Regions from separate parts of the Sus scrofa genome. Here region 1 is linked to region 2. The links are chromatin contacts, called in public HiChIP or PLAC-seq maps. All regions are on one chromosome and are shown on one strand. The core of a region is the stretch at or near the end of the contact, and the rest is flanking DNA. Distances in the headings are between cores, read along the strand shown.

Evidence for each region. HiChIP or PLAC-seq counts read pairs in DNA pulled down with a chosen protein or histone mark.
Region 1: an H3K27ac HiChIP or PLAC-seq map of skeletal muscle shows a contact between it and region 2. The contact joins two enhancer-like sites. A contact is called at or near these places in 7 of 47 Hi-C or Micro-C datasets (heart right ventricle, liver, retroperitoneal adipose tissue and 2 more) and 2 of 2 datasets of contacts at active chromatin or transcription factors (alveolar macrophages and skeletal muscle).

Annotation. Positions count from the first base shown.
Region 1 is chr1:148,036,565-148,042,796 of Sscrofa11.1, reverse strand. The region is part of intron 2 of ZNF516 (zinc finger protein 516); the gene reads right to left. Among named protein-coding and RNA genes, the nearest start is that of ZNF516, 52 kb to the right of the region's middle. Within about 2 kb of position 3,121, at least 3 of the 83 cell types and tissues checked have an H3K27ac peak or open chromatin away from gene starts, as enhancers often do. A contact at or near this core is called in skeletal muscle, where this site is marked.
Region 2 is chr1:147,894,292-147,900,147 of Sscrofa11.1, reverse strand. No RefSeq gene overlaps it. Among named protein-coding and RNA genes, the nearest start is that of ZNF516, 90 kb to the left of the region's middle. Within about 2 kb of position 4,282, at least 56 of the 83 cell types and tissues checked have an H3K27ac peak or open chromatin away from gene starts, as enhancers often do. A contact at or near this core is called in skeletal muscle, where this site is marked.

The DNA of each region.
Region 1 (6,232 bases), core at 1,872-4,371, 140 kb before region 2:
CACTCTCCTTGGGGCCACTGCAGACAGAGGATGGACCCAAACAGCCTCCAGGAGGGGCTGCCGGCTACTGTGAGGTCAGGATCACCAGGGAGGTCAGAATGGACAAGCGGGCCTTGCCCGCCCAAGCACAGTTCCACAAGAGGGATATACAGGTCATGTGTGGCACGAAGCCGATGCCGTGAAACTAAGATGCCCAAATTCCAGGAACAAAGGGTCAAGGCCTGGAAGCGAGAGTCTAGGCGGGAGGGAGTCCCAGTCTCCAGAGAGAGTGGTGTCAAAACATGGTGCTCAGGCCAGGGGAGGGCCAATGGGAAGCTATAAGCAGGGCATTCGGGGTGCAGTGAAGTTGAAGGTGAGGCCATGGCTGTGGTCCTAGGAAGCCAGCGTGAGGCGCTGCAAGTCCTCGCCTTACAATGGCAGCATCAAAGGGTGAGAAGAACAGCCACATGCCTGAATCTGCACTTTCAACAACTGGTACAAAGAAGGGGGTGCAGTCAGATGCATCACCCCAGGTTCATGATCATGCCTAGGATCATGAACAGGGCAGGGTGTCAGTGCTGGCTGGAGTAACGTGTGTCTAGGACACCTGGGACATGACACCATCTCAGGGTCGGACCCCAGCTCAGCAGGTGTGAAATTCACTTCCACAGCCCGGGGTCAACTTCCCTCAGAGCTGACAGGCATGTGCCCCCTGCTGATGAGCAAGTGATGCTTCAGAAGCAAAATCAGTTCAATCTACCTCTTGATGTGTAAGGCCATACCTCAAGAGACCAAATCCGGTTGTTTCCACTCACCGCTGAAGGAGAATATCTAGAAAAGAGGGTCTTACACATCACATCAGAAGTCACAAGCTCACGTCTGAAGCGAGGAACCCAAGTTTCCTTTCATAACAAAATGGCAAAGCTGACATGTGAACCACAGGGAAGGAGCTGAAAATTGCAGCCAGCACCCTCCACACTGCAGATGAGAAAGCTAAAGCCAGCAGGCCAGTGGGACTGAAATAATAACAGAACTGAAGATGGGAAGCAGAGAGGGAAGTGACTGCAAAGCTGTCACATCCAATAAGACTGTACACACAGCCCATGCAGTTTCACTGGAATCCAGGAAGATCATTCATTTCGCCTTCAGATAACGCCCACTCCATGTTCACCGCGAGCTGCCTCCTGGTTATAGGAGATGAGAATCCCACCCTCCTGGGATCGGCTTCTGCGGAGCACAGCAGGACGGTCTCCATCTCAGCAGCCTCTGGGTGGGCGCGACTGCATACTGGGGATCTGGAGCCCTGTACGGGGACCACAGGCTTCTGCCTCTCACATGACAAGCCAGGAAAGACACTTTCCTGGGCTGGGACATGGACCCTGTGGACCCCAGTTCTGGTGTTTACGCCAGTGTCTATAGGAGCTATGTGAACAGGATGCCCAAGCCATACCAGCCATCATACAGGGAATGCAGTGGCCATGACCCTGGTGGCTCGGAAACTGGTCCTCTATGGCAACCCCGGAAGCCGACGTGTAGGGGTTGAGGAGCCCACTGGAGGCACAGAGAGTTATTGCAAAAGGAGACCTACAACCTGGCGACCCGCCTCCTGTGCCTTTTACCAACTACACTGTCCTTGGACAATAAACACACCAGTGGCTCCAGGCAAGTGACAACGACTCCCCTGCACCCTGGCTTCCTCACTGCTACAACTCAGGCAGCCCAAACACCCCCCAGCTCCCTACCAGCTCTAAATCTATAGTTCTATTTTGTGTGAGAGACAGAGAGAAAACAAATCGAGTGTTCGCATTTTGCAAATAAACCAAAGTGTCTGAACGGTGTCTGTCTCACAACCCTGAGGATGTGGACCTTTCGTGTCTCTCTCAGCAAGAGAGAGAAAACCAAGTCTAATCTCCAGAGTCTGACCAGTTCACAGCGTAATAAATTCATTCTGGAAGGCTGGGGGTGCAACATTCTGTCCAGGCAAATATCAGCACGCCCGCCACGCACAGATGATCAATGTTGGAAGAATCAGAATACAACAAACCACACTTCGAAGGCGCTACTCTCCTCGTAATTCAATCTTCTTTCGATGATGCAGAGGCACACCAGGGGATCACAGTGCCACATGGACAATTAACGTCGTCTCCGTGCACGCGCTGACGGAGGCTGGTTCTGGTTGCTAAGATGCCGACTAAACCAGAGGGCATTCTGCAGGCGGCTGTCAAGCGCATCTGAATATTTTTTTTCTTAAAGAACTTCACTGCATATTTATACTGAATAAGAATTAATATAAAGGTTTTCAATTCTCACTTTATTCCCAGCTAAATTTGTCAGTGTTCAGTACAGTATAAAACACTAAGGATGGTGTCACCCTCACGGTCTGCTTAAAGGACCTGTCGCAATTTGTGGCCCCTCTTCTCAATCTGGAGTCGACCTGCTCTCCCTTCATCTTCATCGCCACTGTCTTGAGCCCCCTTCTCACCGGGCCCTGTCCCAGTCCTGTGCCCCAGACTCTCATGGGCACCTGGCACAGCGCATCTCACACGCAGCCTGGCACCTGTGCCAGCATCATGAGCGGCCGAGCAAGCTGCATGTGGACGTTTACCAGGCACCACTCAAGATGCACCTCTGGCCACTGGCGTGATGGGGAAGCTAGGCTAAGAGCCGGAGTGAACAGTGTCCAAGCAGAGCTGGCCTCCTGCCTTCACCTGCACCAATTCTGTAGGCTCCTTTTGAACAGGCCCTGGGTACCGTTTAGGACTGATCCCCTCAGGACAAGCCCTGCCTTAGCCCGGGCCCCTGGAGGTTCAATTCACATTCAGGCTTGTTCCCAGCTGTGCCTGCCTTGCGTCTCCATAGTCATATGTGTTCTGTTTCCCATCCGCATGCAGAACTTCCCTTGCCTCATTTACTGTGTTTCTATCTCCTTGATGCCCAACACCTTTCTTTGGGGTGCTGTTTCTAGCCTCTTGTTGGGGCCACTGATGAAGTTCTGAGTTCAGACAAAAGTCTTTGCCCATCGCGGGGCATCTGAGGCGGGACCCAGGGGGTAAGGGGGGCCCGGCAAGCAGGTCCCAGCTTCCCAGCTCAGGACACACTCACCCTGCGCAGACCTGGCCAGAAGGATGATGGGGAGAGTGTGTCCCTTTAGAGTTCCTTCTGCTCTAGCCCCATGTACATGCTAAGAATAAGTAGCAACTAAAGCTTCCCATCCTAGCAGGTCCCACCACCATTGCAAACACCCCTTCCCCAGCCCACCCTAAACTCCACCCTTTAACTTTCATTAGCTACATTCAACCAAAGCTGCTACAATGGGAGGGATCTAACAGCATTTTCTCCTTCAGTTATTCTCATGACTGTCCAGTGTTCTAGCCAGAAAAAGAAAAAGAATAAAGAAAAAAAATGGCTGATTAACCTTTTTGGGAACTGGGTGACCACAGCCTGGCCAGCCTCACCCACCACCAACATGGACAACTGGTCAGTCTCAAAGCATGTGCCCAACATTTGATACACAGAACACTGTGGCTCTTCTTTCAATTGGGACAGAAATAAAATGAGCTGTAATATCTGAGAATGTTGGCCTGCAGGGAGACAGCAACAGAGAAATGTAAGAAAATCGAAGCTTTCTAAAATAAACCCACTTCTTCCTTCTAATGATCTTTCTTTCCCTTGACTATATATATTTTTTTTAATTCTGAAAACTCTCTCCTTAATTCTTCAGACTACGAATTTGGTTTAAGAACTTTTTACTCTATTAAGTTGAACCATACTGTTTGCTATCTTTGTTAGTTAAGAACAGTCAAATATTCACAATTTTATATTTGCAATTTCAAAACCTGGGGCTCTACTACCAATTAAGTTACAGACACTATCCAGATACAGAGAGAGGGTGGGTTCAATAGACTATGAATTTGATGTGATACAGGTTGGAATTACAAAAGACAGTTAAATCCAAGGGAAATATAGCCATTATCTGTAATAACTCTTCAGAAAAATACTGAATCATTATATTGTATACCTGAAACTAATATAATATTGTAAAGCAATTACACTTCAATAAAAAATAAAAACCGAGGGTAGTCATCTAAGTTTTAGCAAAAGTGACACACAGATAAACAGGAGGAGCAGGTTTTGCATCAAGTGGGGGTCCCCCAACATGAGGTCAGGCTTCTCCCAAAGGTCCCACATAGAACAGCCCAGGGACCTTGTGAACTCAATCCCTCAAGACACACTCAGCATCTTCCATCCTTCCTAGGTCCCCCCAGCGCTTTCTGAGCAGGGTTCCTGCCACTTTGGCCTGTTCACCTATGAAGCTATATTCTCCTGCCTTTAGTGAACCTCTGAATGCCCTGACTCTGTTTGGGGTTTGAAAATGTTAATTTTTACAAATCTCGATTACATTCCCTTTTGATGCCCCTCTTCCCTAATTAGAATGATTTTTGTGAACTCCAAACGTATATTTCTTTTTTTTTTTTTTTTTTTTTTTTTTTTGCCTTTTTGTCTTTTTAGGGCCGCACCTGCGGCATATGGACGTTTCCAGGCTAGGGGTCTAATTGGAGCTGTATCCGCTGGCCTACACCAGAGCCACAGCAATGTCAGATTCGAGCTGCAACCTACACCACAGCTCATGGCCCACTGAGCAAAGCCAGGGATCAAACCCGAAACCTCATGGTTCCTAATCAGATTCATTTCCGATGCATCACGATGCAAACTCCCAAACACATACTTTCTATAGGTGCCAGTTTCTCAATGAAGACTTAAACCTAGCTCAGTAACACATTTTAGGTATTGAATTTTATTCACAACTTTTCTCTTAGACTATTTTAAGTCAGTAATGAGGGCAGCTGGAACCTGGTCTTACGTGGAAATAAAGGTAGTGTTATAATCAGTGCTTTCCCAAGGAGTAGAAGGCAACACTCAACAAAGAATGTTCCACAAAAAAAATTAAAAATGGAGTTTCTTTCCATTAATCTGATAATGCAAATCATCTCTAGATCCAGGAGCAGCATTCAAATCCACTCCTGGACATGAAAAAATCTTTAAGGAAAATTATGGCACAATGAGGACTTAACTGGTCACAAAGATCTAAATTCTAACGTCAACTTCGCTACCACAAGTAGCCAAATGCATCCTTCTGAGAACTGGTATGAACTTTTGTCTCTCAACTTCTACCTGTTTCCTCTCATAATTTTAACCAGTCATCCCATCCAGTTTCTATGAGAGTTTAGCATCATTTAAATGGTTTAAAGATCTAAGTAATCATTCAGTGACATGAAAGGCAAGTTATTTTCCAAAGCTGAATGTGTTTTTTAACAAAAGAAAGGCTCACTGTAGATCAAAATAGAGGATTCAAAATATCCATTTGCTTTTCCAAAGTAGCCATTCCCAAGGTCTTGCCAATCCCAAAATACTCAATTTCGTGAGTATTAAATCCACAGAATGCATCTCTCTCCTTAAGGGGCATCCACAGGGCAGCAATTCAATGCCGGCTAGAGCATTAAAACCCTATTATGATATAAAACTTGTGTTTTTAAGAAGAAAGACACTGTCCTTTGGGTTTACAAAAAGTGACTCACGGCAGACCTACAATGTTCTTCAACATTTTATGCCACTGTCATGCCATAAATCCCTTCTGCTACAGTTTCTCCATAAGCTACAATATTCTGCTGTCAACTTGTTAAAACTCACTACCACATAGAATCTTGTTATGGAATCATCTCAGGTACCAAAATTTCTCAAAAAGTAGATTACATATACAGAAAATACATATAATCTCATTAAGAAGTAAATGATAATCTCTAAAATTTAATGAACCTGAGAAAGAAAAAAAAGTAAATTCCAGTTGAGAGTGACTGAAATTTGATCTTTCCAACATCTTGACTTTGAAAGCACCACTGGATTAGCTTATTATTCATCATTTCACTGCCATCCTAATAGACGGAAAGAAAGCTCAAGAGCTTTCCCCAAAATTAAAAATATTAGTCTTCAACGTAAAAAAAAAAAAAATGATGGCCAGTGTAATATTTCATGTAATGTACTCCAAAATGCAACCATTGTATTACTGAAATCTGACCAGTAAAATCTATTGTTGTCAGTATTTTTCAAAAGGGAAACCAAGAACTCATCTTAAAAATGCCACCCAGGGGACACAATTGGGTTCCCCAGGTTTTATATGACCAGCTGTTAGAAGAATCCAAAAAAGCTCACAAATGGGGCATTTTCAGATAACAGTATATTGTCCTGCTCCTTCCCA
Region 2 (5,856 bases), core at 3,033-5,532:
GTGTGTGTGTGTGTGTGTGTGTGTGTGTGTGTATGTATTGTAAAAGTAATCCATCGTATTCTGGGATTAGGTATTGGAGATGGTTGTATATCCTCGTGCGTACACTAAAAACTTTTTATCACCACACCTGCAGCATATGGAGGTTCCCAGGCCAGGGGTCTAATCAGAGCTGTAGCCGCCAGCCTACACCACAGCCTCAGCAACGCCAGATCTGAGCCACATCTGTGACTTACACCACAGGTCATGGTAACACTGGATCCTTACCCCACTGAGCAAAGCCAGGGATCAAACCCGCAACCTCATGGTAACTAGTTGGATTCGTTTCTGCTGGGCCAAGACAGGACATCCAAAACCATTGAATTATACTTGTCACAATGGTGAATATCATGGTATATGAAGTCATTTCAATCAAAGAAAGTGAATCATCATAAAGTGGTTGAAAGCAATTTAAAAAATACTAAGTGGGAGTTCCCATTGTCAGCAGGTTACGAACCCGACTAGTATCCATGAGGATGTGGGTTCAATTCCTGGCCTTGCTCAGTGGGTTAAGGATCTGACTTTGCCCTGAGCTGTGGTGTAGGTAACAGATCTGGTTCAGGTCCCTTGTTGCTGTGGCTGTTGCGTAGACTGGCAGCTATAGCTCCAATTCGACCCCTAGCCTGGGAACTTCCATATACCACACCTGTGGCTTCGAAAATGAAAAATAAAAACAAAAAATACTAAATGGTGTAAAGTTAAAAACGGCCACTTGCTGGGTAGTTCCCGTCGTGGCGCAGTGGTTAAGCGCAGTGGTTAACGAATCTGACTAGGAACCATGAGGTTGTGGGTTCGATCCCTGACCTTGCTCAGTGGGTTAATGATCCGGCGTTGCGTGAGCTGTGGTGTAGGTCACAGATGCGGCTCGGATCCCGTGTTGCTGTTGCTTTTGTGTAGACCGGTGGCTACAGCTCTGATTAGACTCCTAGCTTCCCTCCCATATGCCGTGGGAGCGGCCCAAACAATGGCAAAAAGACAAAAAAAACCAAAACAAAACAGAACAAAACAACAACAACAAAAAAACGGATCTCTTGGATCCCTTCAGTGACCTACACTTTCCTCGTTCTCACTTCCCAAAGGGAAACCATGTTACTGTCTTCCAGAAATTCTCTCTGACTGTGAAGTATACATGTGCACATATGGAGGATCAAACTATAAATGGTATTCTGCAGCTTGCTCTTTTATGTAACAATCGATCTCTCCTTTTCAGTATATATGAAACCCACTAATTTTTAAATAGGTGCCTGGTATCCTGCTGTACTGTTATTCATCTAACTGGTCCTCTATCAAAGGGCATTTAAATGTTTCCAAAATGTTGCTCTGTATCTACCTAGTTGTGCATTTATGAAAGTTTACCTGTGGGGTGGATTCTTAGCAGTAATATTGATTAGACAAAGGACACGTGCGCTTAAATTTTAATAGATGTCGCAAAACCGCCTTCCAAAAAATGTTCCTAAGTATCCAGTGCCCTGGCAGGGCCCATTTCCTCACATGCTCTGGGCCCATGTCTTTGTTCTTTGAAGAAGTTTCAAGGACCGCTTGACTGGGGTGGAGGGGTGCACAGGAAAGAAGGGAGTGCTAGGGAGGGAAACCAGCAGACTTCGTGGCTCAAACTAGAACAGCTCTATTTTAATTTTATATAAACTGCCATTCTGATATAAGGTTTTTGATAAAGGGGTTCAGCTTTAAAAAAGGGATAGCAACAAGGACCTACTGTATAGCATAGGGAATGATGCTCAATATTGTAAAATATACTCAATATATTAAAATATTCAATATATTAAAATATTTTAAAATAATAAAAAATTATTTTCACTCTAAGGGAAAATAATCTGAAAAAAATATATATATATAACTGAATCACTGTGCTGTACATCTGAAACTAACACAACATTGTAAATCAACTAATCTTCAATTTAAAAAAAGAAAGATAAAGGTTTGAAAACCATGGCTGGTTCTATAAAGCCATAGTTCCTCCCTCTTCCAGAGTCTCATTTCGTCCTGCTGTGGCCCCCAAATGGTCCTGCAAGCTGCCTTGCCCCAGGTATCCACCCCCTTGGTATTCCCATCCCCAGTGTGTAACCAACCAATAGCCTAATGGAGAAAAGATGTCGTGAGATGTCCAAACTGTGGCATCTGAAGACACTGCAGCTTCTGCCTTAAACTCTGATCACGCACTCATTCTGGAGGGAGGTGGCCACCAGTAGGACAAACCAACAGCCCTGAGCAGACTTCACTCGATGTAGGACCAGCCAGCCTGCTGTTGAGTCACCATTCTGGAAGTGGCCTGCAGGTGACCACAGCCCCAAGGGACACATTCATGCAATCTCTTTAGTGATCCTGAGCCAGAACCACCAGCTTAAGCCAGTGCTAAATTCCTGACCCACAGGAAAAGCAAAAACAAACAAACAAACAAACAAACCAAACAAAAAACCTAGAGAATTCCTGTTGTGGTGCAACAGAAAAAAACCCGACTAGTATCCATGAGGATGTGGGTTGAGGATCCGGCGTTGCCATGAGTTGTGGTGTAGGTCGCAGACATGGCTTGGATCTGGCGTTGCTGTGGCTCTGGTGTAGGCCAGTGGCTATAGCTCCGATTAGACCCCTAGCCTGGGAACCTCCCTATGCCGCAGGAACGGCCCTAGAAAAGATAAAAAGACAAAAACAAAACAAAACAAAACAACCAAAAAAACCCTGTTCCCTTTAAGATTTAGATGGTAAAGAAAAGGGAAGGTCCTTCAGGGTTTGCTTAGGGCTTGGAGACGATGCTCACTTTTCACTTTGTAAGAAGAAGAGGAAGGAGGGATGAAGTTAAAAATGCCATCTATGGGGGATAATGGATAGAGAGAGGGGTAAAAAAGAGAAGTCAAGTTAAGGGTGAACTAGGGGAAGGGTAGGTTTTACGCCCCAAGACAGGGCAGTGAATTGTGCTCTGGACTGCACTTGGTGCTCAATCCATACACATGGAGCCATCGGATGTTTGAGTGGAGTAGGTCCAAGGGGGCCAAAGTAAGCATGGAGGAAGGTCAAGGCTGGGGCTCTACAGGGTGCCAGTGAGAACCCCCTGGGAATCCAGGAGGTAAACCCAGTCCTATCTGCTGAGGGGTTTCGGGGGAGTAAGGGGTCTGAGAGGTAAGGAGCAGAACTGTCCCTGAGGAGAGAGCTCAGAGTCCTGTGCAGTGAGCACCCAGGGAAGGGACAGAGAGGCCCCAGGGGCTGGGCCACCACTGACTTTTCTTAATCAAGAGCCAATGCCTTTTGTTTCCCTCTGGAAGGTCCTTGAGTCCCTGCGAGGCCTGGCTTATCCACGACAGTGGAGGCTTTGTGCTTCTCTCTGAAATAAAACTTTTATCTTAAAAAAGAAAGTGTATCCAATGCAGTCTGTCCTAATCACCATATTCAGCGCTTCCTCAACTCTGGAGGGGAGGGCGCATGGGCTCTGGTTCCCTGGGGCACAGGGGAAAGTACCAGTACTGCAGAAGCTGGCTCCTAATTCTTTCTTCCCTATCTCTCTTATAATGTGTCAAAGATACACAGGAAGTTTAATTCCAAAACTTGGCTTTGATTTTTTTTTTCCAGCTAAACATTGGGAAAGACCAGGCCATGTGGCCAGGGAAAGTGAAACGTGGATTAAATTCCCAAACATGTGGGGCAGCGTGACAAAAGGGCCCAGGAATGCCGAGCAGGGCCGGGAGCATCCGCAGCTGGCACAGGTGTGGCCTGCTTGGGAGGAGATGCTTCCCTGTGTCTAGGGCTTGAGGGAGAGAAGCTGGCTGGCCATGACTCACAGGCCTCTTTTTGTTCTCCGAAGGCCGGAGTGAACTGAGGACTCATTAGAGGCCCTGCGCTCCCCCAGCAGGTCCAGTCAAGCCTCTTTGACCCAACTTGCACTGGAGCCTGACAGCAGTCTCGCAGGCTCAGCGTCCGGGCCCACAGGCTAGGGATACCCTTGCAAGACGGAAGGGCGGGTTCTGAACCAGGTGAGATAGGGAGGAGGGCCCCGGCGGTCACGTGACCGGCAACATGAAAGCAATTTTGTTAACATTCTGGGCTCCAGGGTCGCGGAGCGCGGCCGGGGCCCCTTAAAAAATCCACGGATCGCCTGCGCCGCGTGTGCCTGCAGATCGTGCAAACTCCCGGGAGCGGAAGGCGGGCTGCTCTCCCGGTCGCCCAGTCGCCTGGCCTGGAATGAGGCCACCACCCGGCAGGTCACCATGCCGGAGTACGTGCCCCGGCCGGTGGCCCAGCGGGACTCGGGTTTGTCGCCGCACAGAGCAGGGGACACTCAGGCCCTGAGGACGCCGGCCCCGGGTCCCAGGATCGCGGCCCGCTTCACAGCCGCTCTGGTGATGAGGGGACAGATGCCCGCGACATCCTAGTAAAGATGTGGGCTCAGCCCACCAGGGAGGCGCTGGGCTGGGATTTAGGCGGCGGCTCGGCTGGGCCAGGGAGGGAACAGTTCTTCCTGGGCCCGCGGCTCCAGCGCGGCCTCCATTTCCCGGCTCTGCGCGGCGGCCTTTGTCTCGGCGGGGCCCGTGGCGCCCCCTGCTGGCCGGCCTGGGCCGCGCCTCCTCGGCCTCTTCCGGATCTTGCTAGTTTCTCTGGAGGCCGCGGCCACACAGACAGAGATTATGCAGTTTTGCTCGCTGCAAAGGAGATGCTTGCATGGCTGTGCCTGTAGCCCTTCAGCGCTCGCGGTTCCCCTGTCAACTCAGAGGCGGCCAGACAGGAGCGGCAGCTTTGCTGGGAGAACCCCGTTTCCCTCAGCAGCTTCAGTGGGGCCGAGAATCCTGGGCTTGTGCCACAAAGCTTTAGAAAATGGCTCCATTGAACCTTTCCAGAGATGTTCCCCAAGCCGCAGAGGTTTGGCCATTTGAAGCCCTTTTAAGTCAATATACCAAAGAGCTTTAGTCTGGATTAACTGCACAATGCCAAAATTTCACTTTTAAAAGCACAAGGACTAAGTGCAACCTAAGCGTATTTGTAAACCAGGCAAAACAGGCACTTGGGAGAGCCCTCCTCTCCCCACACCCCTCCCTCCATCCCATTTTGTGCCTTTGCCCAGAGCCTCAGGAGCCAAAAATCCTGGCAACTCTCTTCTTCCCGCTGGCAACGGCGAAGTGTGGGCGCAAAGAGGTCATCTTTTAAATCTCTGAAGGATTCAAGTCAGTGTGTGTCACAAAAAAGCACACTTCCCCTCAGCTCAAGGTGGGGGGAAGCCTAGGAGGGTCCCTGGTGCAACAGCTGGACCTAGGAGGGCCCTGGTCAGGCGACCCCACCTCTCTCCATCCCCCAGCACATCGCAGGTTCTCGATAATGAAACAAGGATTCTGCCAAAGAAATCCACTACGATGCCCCTGGCTTTCTAGGAGCAATAAATGAAAGTCTCTTATAGTAAAAAAAAAAAAAAAAAAAAAAAAAAAGATTGATGAAGTCGTCAGGGAGAGGCAGAGAAAACACAGCCTAATCCAGCAACTCAAGACAACGGTGCAGAAGCAATTTGCTTCTGAAACTCTAACAGGAGATGCTTTAGCACTTCCTGGCAGCACTGCAGGAGCCAGCAAATAAATATTTCCACATGGAAGAAAATGGTCCTTCAAAACATGGCTTCCCCCATTCAAGAAAGAGATACAGCAAGGCTCCCCTACTTTAGTGGCAAAGAGCATCCTTATTTATTTGTTCCAGTTTGGAAACTGTGTGCCTTTCCATTAGGATTCGCGGATGTAAACACTGGTTCCCCAGTGAATTGAATTAGTCCGACACCCCCTCCCCCCCTTGCCACTTGCTTCAGGGAACAATAGAGGAGCTTCTGGCTGACAA